Linked DNA regions of Ovis aries: region 2 is linked to region 1. The links are chromatin contacts, called in public Hi-C maps. All regions are on one chromosome and are shown on one strand. The core of a region is the stretch at or near the end of the contact, and the rest is flanking DNA. Distances in the headings are between cores, read along the strand shown. Region 1 overlaps STRN3 (striatin 3). Region 2 overlaps AP4S1 (adaptor related protein complex 4 subunit sigma 1).

Region 1 (3,615 bases), core at 564-3,063:
TCCAAGTTAATACATGGTTCTGAATTAAATCTGGTGCGTACCATGAGCCCGTCCACCCTTAGTTCTGTATTAGTAACCACTTTCATTAGTAATAGATGTATCCTTCCAGTGTATTTTTTCTTCTTCTTATTATTTTTTTAATTTTAAAATCTTTAATTCTTACATGCATTCCCAAACATGAACCCCCCTCCCACCTCCCTCCCCAAAACATCTCTCTGGGTCATCCCCATGCACCAGCCCCAAGCATGCTGCATCCTGCGTCAGACATAGACTGGCGATTCATTTCACATGATAGTTATTTTTTCTTTAAAAAAAAAAAAAAACACTTCTATTTATTTACTTGCTTTTGGCTGTGCTGGGTCTTTGTTGCTGTGAGGGCTTTCTCTGGTTGTGGTGAGTGGGGGCTACCCTTCAATGCGGCACGCACACGTCTCACTGCAGTGGCTTCTCTTGTCGCAGAGCACGGCTTCTAGGCGTGTGGGCTTCAGCAGCTGCTGCTCCTGGTCTCAGTAGTTGCAGCTTGTGGATGGACTCAGTCGTTGTGTTGGAAAGGTTTAGTTGCTCCACAGCATGTGGAGTCTTCCTAGATCAGGAATCGAACTCATGTCTCCTGCATTGGCAGGTGAATTCTTAACCACTAGCCCGCCGGGGAAGTCCTGCTTCCAGTTTCTGTGTCAGATAGATGTAAACAAATAGGTATACTGATTTTCTTCTCTTTCTGATACGACAGTTCATAAACTATATACCTCTTTTTCCCTTTGCATTTTCATTTAACGTTTCCTGGAATTTGAATTCTGTTAGTGGAGAACATTCGCAATTTTTTGGTTTGTTTGTTTTAATAGCAGTTGCATAGTAGTCTGTTTCTTATACATGCCATAGTTGATTTAACTACCCCACTATTGTTGAATGGTTGTGTTGAAGTTTCAGGAAACATTTGTATCTGGTTGTTGTTGTGTGTTTTTTTTTTTTTTTTTAGTATTCATTTATTTATTTGTCTATGCTGGGTCTTAGCTGCGTCGTGTGGAATCTAAGGATTGAGCCCCATCCCCCAGGCCACCAGGGAAGTCCCTGCACTGTGTTCTTAAATGTGTGAGCAACCAGCCTTCTGCCTCAAAATAAACTCTATTATATTGCTTTTTTGTTTTGTAATATTTGAACTAAATTTTATATGATGCTTTGTTGTTTCATGGCTTGCATTTAGTCTGAATTTTAAGTTAGGAATCACAAATGTTTTAGCTTTGAAAGCCATTAATTAAGCAGTTCTATTTAAGCTGTAAGTCTGTTACTGAAGTCCTGAGGAAGTAAGGAGTGAGAAAGACAGAAAAATGAAATAGGGAAAAAGGGGGTGGGTGGATGAGAAGAGGAATAAACACAGTGATAGAGAAACAATGGATGGGTGTGATAATATGCCACCAACAGTTGTCTCAGACAATAAAACTATTTCAGAGTGGCCTAAATTAACCTTTGTTGGTTTTTTCCCCAGAGTTTTAAAAAGTAGACCAGACTTTCATAAGCTTATATTAAAAAAGAGAGGGTGGGGTGTAGTTGATTCTAAAATGTATTTAATTACACATCTTTATACTTTGCATATATCAGCGTATACCCTGGTCATTTTGCTCTTAATATTTACTGTAACTTGTAATTCTAAAAATACTCCCCTCCCTCTTTAAGATTGATTGTAAACTTTTTGAAAGGAGGGCTCTATGTTTTTTTAGAAAACTCATGTATACCTAATGTGACAGTAAAGGGTCTGGCACATAATGGTGATAGTCGTTGTGGTTTCGTTGCTAAGTTGTGTCTAACTGTTGCAACACCATGGACTATACCCCATCAGGCTGCTCTGTTCATGGGATTTCCCAGGCAAGAATACTGGATCCAAGGGGGTTGCCATTTCCTTCTCCAGGGGATCTTCCAGACCCAGGGACTGAACCTGTGTCTTCTGCATTGCAGAGGGATTCTTTACCACTGAGTCACCAGGAAAGTCTCATAATAGGTGTTTGCTAAATCTTTGTTAAATGAGTGAAGTTGCTGAGGACATTCCACTTAAGTTCTTAGATATGAGAAACTGAATTGTAATTTTTGTAGTACATAATAGGGGAAAAAGCCCACCAGATAGAGATAACACCAGTAGTAAATGACTACTCTTCTCTTATCTCCTCATTTGATATTGGAATGAAACCAAACTGTTTTTTATTATAAGATATTTTTTAAAAAGTTCTGTCTCCCCCTTGTGGGAAATAGAGTGTAAGAGATCACAGTTTCAGTTAAAATGAATCTGTGCTTGGGATTAATGCATGGGAGTGGGGATTACTATTTTCTGTCAAAAATAGTGAATGATTTTTATGAAGAATGTTTAATGACTAGACAGTGCTTATGATAAGCTGAAAAGCAGAGATCCATGTTACGTGTGAAATCAGCTATGTTAAAAAATATATTGAACAACGCACTACAAATGTTTTAAAATAAACTTTGTGATCTTTGGGTCGTAGGATTACTGGCAACTTTTCTGTTTTCCTTATTTAAAAAAAGGCCCAGCAAACATTGTAAGATAGGTATTTTCTTTTATTGAAACAAATATTTCAGAAATGAATTGTTTCTTTATGCATATGTATAAAGAGAGGAAGAGAGGGAGACACAGACACTGTTGAAGGATACTTTATCATCAAACAGCAAGTTGAACTTTGTACTTATAATGAGTTATCTTTTCCCCATTTTCTTTTTTGATTGATTTCTTTAAAAGCTTAACAAATACCATTGTTTATTCATGAAGATCTTATTTTATGATGTTTTGAATTTTTGTTGTGTGGTTGGACTCAGTTGCTTTTATTTATTTTGTAAATTTTTTACATTAGTTTTTAATTCTTGCTGCTACTGCTAAGTCACTTCAGTTGTGTCCAACTCTGTGTGACCCTATAGACAGCAGCCCACCAGGCTCCCCTGTCCCTCGGATTCTCCAGGCAAGAACACTGGAATGGGTTGACACTTCCTTCTCCAATGCATGAAAGTGAAAAGTGAAAGGGAAGTTGCTCAGTCGTATCCGACTCTTAGTTATTGTTAAAGTAATATATGAAAGTAAGGCTACAGAAATGTCAAATATAGTGATTCTTTTGATAATCTTAGTTTTCTAGGAACAACACTGCTTTGGGGTGTATATCTTTTCAGAACTTTTTCTCTTCGGTAGTCCCCTTTTATCAGCAAAAGGTATATTCCAAGACCCCCAGTGGATGCCAGAGTCCATGGATAAAGGACCTAACCCTGTATATGCTATGAGAGTTTATCACACTTCCCACGTCTCCTTTTACTGTATTTCAGTATAGGTAATAAAGTTAGGTAAATCATTAACTTTTATGTTACTATGACCATACAAATAATGAGTCAAGTCTAATAATTTATGTATAATTTGTGGGACAGAAAGTGTACTATGAGTCCTGTTTCTTTTCTGTAAAGTTTTTGTTTTTCTTGGAGTTACTTGCCCCGTCCCCCGCTTTTTTAAAATTTGCTTAGTTTCCTGTGTACCTATTGCTGTTTTTCTGAAAGCTTTTACTAATCTGTCAGGGTTTTCAGACTCCAGCACATCACATTGTCTGTTAGTTCTGCCTCTTTCTTGTGGAGGAA
Region 2 (3,615 bases), core at 444-2,943, 49 kb before region 1:
TTTAGGAAAGTAATGAAGGCACGACAGCCATGCTCCCCACTGGGGCCTGGCAGGGCCTGATGGCAAATCTTGGTAGTGTTGCTTACTGTTGACAGGGTCCCTTTGTTCCTCCAACTAGCTGAGTCACAGTGCAGACAGGATGGAGGCCTTCCCTGCTCCCCACCCTCAGCTACAGTAAAGGCGGTGTGTTCCGCATCACCCATATGAGCTTTAAGCTTCTGGAACTAATTGCTCAGGCTTTTGGGCTTTAAGCACTTGTGAAATAAAAATATAAGTGTTCTAAAGATTTTTTTTTTAAAGATATTTTTGAATGAAGAAGACATTTCTGGATTCTAGACCTAGCCTGTATTTATGGGCACAAGAATATAAATAGGGATCCCAGCCTATTCCTGACTTTTCTTCTCATGCATGTGTGTGGAATACCCTTCTTACCATCCCAGCCTCTCCATCATTCCTGCCGTCAGTCCTGGGTTACGAATGGGAGAGAGGCCTGCAGAGGCCCTGGCGGCAGGCACTGGGATGTCCAGGTATCCACTAAACTCTTGGGATCCAGATAGTTCAAGGGTGGTCAAGGGGTGGATGCGGAAGCCTGCAGGCTCTGGGTGAGCACCCTTATCCCACAGAGAGGGATGCTCCTGAAGGAGAGCTAGAGGGGCTCCTCTAAAGCACGGGGCCCAGGAAGGGGACCCTGGTTGTCCAGGTCTAAAGGCAGCACTACTGCATTCCACTCCAGCCCAAATAAATGAAGTTTTTAAGCCTCTTCAAAGGCACCAAATACCAAAAGGGGTGTCAAGGTTTCTGGTGCCTTACACACAGCAGGTGTGCACCGAGCTGGGGAGGACCTGGGCTTTTCCCACACGGTGCTGTTCATTGGTGCCACCCTCTGACAATTTAGCAGAAGGGGGCTTGAACTGCTCCTTTGAATTATGAATTGTCTGGAGAGAGCAGCAAACCTGGGGCTCTGGAGCTGAACACATTTTGAGAGGCTCGTCAGTTGGTTCCTAAGAACCATCTTGATTTGTGGAATTTGAAGTCTTTAATCAATCTACCAAATATCAGGTAGGGCCAGCTTTCCTGAGAGAAGCCCTCAGGCACTAAACGGCCCCACAGGCGGGGTGGAATGTGAAGAGGGTGCGGGAGCGGCTGCAGTGCAACACGAATGATTTAGGTCACTGTTGTGCCTGGTCCCTGGGGTGCAGGCTGCCCTACTCGACACTACTCTGCACCAGAGAGTTCCCACTCAGTACAACGGTTTTCAACAAGCCAGAATCTCTGTCCTGATTTCTGGAGCTTAGGTCGTTTCTTTTTAACATTCCATCTGCCTTGTTCTATGACGTTAGTCTTACCAGAAGTAGAACAAGCCCGTACTAGGAAGATATGTAAATGGTACTTTGAATTTCCCAGTGTCTAACCCTGCAGGCTCTGGAAAACCGCCCCCTCCTTTAAAAGCTATAGGGTGGTAATGTCTCTGGAGAAAGACTGTGAGTAAAGAGCTTCTTGGGAATTCTGTGAGGTTAAATCATGTCTGTTCCCATATGGATTGACACAGAGGGCTTTCCTAATCTAAGCAAACACAAAGGTCATGACCTGTTCCGGGTAGCTGGCTCCAGGTTGCAACTGAGTCAGCTGCTGGTTCAACGTTTCAAGGCCTAAGGAAGCTACTTTCCGGGCACAATGTTGGTTGCTCTGGCAGGTTCCCAGGTACAAGCTACCAGAGCGCTGATGCAGGGTGTCTATGGGTGGCACCTCTAAAGGGCTCCCTTGTCTTCCTGTTAAAAACTGGTGTGGAGAAGTCTTCCCTAGATATCTTTGATGTGACAGTTTAAACAGAACTATTTATGAGGTAGAATAGAGTTGTGGATTTGTACTGTGACTTTTTTTCAGATGGCTGAGGGTAGAAACCCTTTAAGAAGGTCAGTAGAAGACCGGTGCCCCTGCCCTGCCAGCTGCTGTGCTATTAGACCACAGGAGGGCCACGTGAACGTCACCTCAAGTACAGACAGACACTTCCGGATCTGCAGACTTAGCTCCCTTCTCTAAGTGATGAAAAATTCCTAATCTGTCAAGTGGATGTGCCTAAGTAACTGCTGAGGGACAGTAAATAGGATAAGTAGGTCAGAGCGGAAGAGAAGGCAAAAATGAAGCTAACTAAAATGATGGGAAGAGACAGAAATCATGTGCTTTCGTGTGGAAATGAAATTCAAACAAGAATGCTGGAGCTCTATTACACTGACCCATGCTATACACTAGACGGATACAAAGACAAACCCATCTCTACTTCTAATAAACACCTAGTCAGTCTATAAAACACATCAGCACGATGAATCCAAATATAACACATGCCCTACTGCATCTGACTCACTTGAATTCTGAATATCTAGACCTGAGACTCTCCCATCCTGCTCGAGGTGTAAGGCAACTCAGCTCAGTTATCTAGAGTCACGGCAACATCAAACACTAAAGCTGAGAGGGTATTAAAGCTCTTCCAGTTTAATTCCATCATTCTGAGATGAGGAGTTTATGTGTTTTGTCTGATACACACACCCAACTGGTGGCAGGACTGAAAGCAGAACCTGGGTGTATTTCTGGCAAAATATCTATTAAACGCTTTTGCTAACTTACTGTGGGTGCATGCTAAGTGGCTTTAGTCATGTCTGACTCTGTGATGCTATGGACTGTAGCCCCCTAGGCTCCTCTGTCTATGGGATTCTCCAGGCAAGAATACTGGAGTGTACTGCCATGCCCTCCTCCAGGGGATCTTCCCAACCCAGGGATCAAACCTGTGTCTCTCAAGACTCCTGCATTGCCAGGTGGCTTCTTTGCCACCAGTGCCATTACTTCTTAAATCAAAAGGCATTTTTATTATTCCCCTATATAAGGAGGAAGAGATTTATCTTGAATTCCTTTAAAAGATTTAGTTAAAATGGAATATTACATGCTGAATAAAAATACACCCAAATATGCAGCCTGGTCTTGGGTCTCCTAGGCCAAAAGGACCATAGATTTAGGTCACTCACCACTAGAGGGCGCTCAGATTTCCCTGGTTAACTTGCAGAGGCTTCCAAACACAGCCTGCAAATGAACTTTATCAACATGCCAATTTCTATCAAGAGTAAAAGGTAAATGGCCATTTCCCCAAAATATACTGGCATACTGGTGCTGGACATAGGTTTCTAATGTGTGTGTGTGTATACACACACACAAATATAGGTATGTATATATGTGTGTGTGTATATGTATATATCGAAGAAGGCGATATACTCCAGTACTCTTGTCTGGAAAATCCCATGGATGGAGGAGCCTGGTGGGCTGCAGTCCATGGGGTCGCAAAGAGTCGGACATGACTGAGTGACTTCACTTTCACTTTTCACTTTCATGCATTGGAGAAGGAAATGGCAACCCACTCCAGTGTTCTTGCCTGGAGAATCCCAGGGACGGGGGAGCCTGGTGGGTTGCCATCTATGGGGTCACACAGAGTCGGACACGACTGAAGCGACTTAGCAGCAGCAGCATATGTATATATGGGATTCCCTGGTGGCTCAGAAGATAAAGAATCTACCTGCAATGGGGGAGACCTGAGTTCAATACCTGGGTGAGGAAGATCCCCTGGAAGAT

The links. A called contact is a pair of places that touch in the nucleus more often than the background predicts.
Region 2: a contact with region 1 is called in a Hi-C map of liver, with 4 times the contacts expected there. The contact joins two enhancer-like sites. A contact is called at or near these places in 7 of 16 Hi-C or Micro-C datasets (blood, hypothalamus, liver and 3 more).

The regions. Positions count from the first base shown.
Region 1 is chr18:39,417,104-39,420,718 of ARS-UI_Ramb_v3.0, reverse strand. All of the region lies in intron 1 of STRN3 (striatin 3), which reads left to right. Among named protein-coding and RNA genes, the nearest start is that of AP4S1, 13 kb to the left of the region's middle. Within about 2 kb of position 1,813, at least 4 of the 54 cell types and tissues checked have an H3K27ac peak or open chromatin away from gene starts, as enhancers often do. A contact at or near this core is called in liver, where this site is marked.
Region 2 is chr18:39,466,224-39,469,838 of ARS-UI_Ramb_v3.0, reverse strand. The region is part of intron 5 of AP4S1 (adaptor related protein complex 4 subunit sigma 1); the gene reads right to left. Among named protein-coding and RNA genes, the nearest start is that of STRN3, 36 kb to the right of the region's middle. Within about 2 kb of position 1,693, at least 8 of the 54 cell types and tissues checked have an H3K27ac peak or open chromatin away from gene starts, as enhancers often do. A contact at or near this core is called in liver, where this site is marked.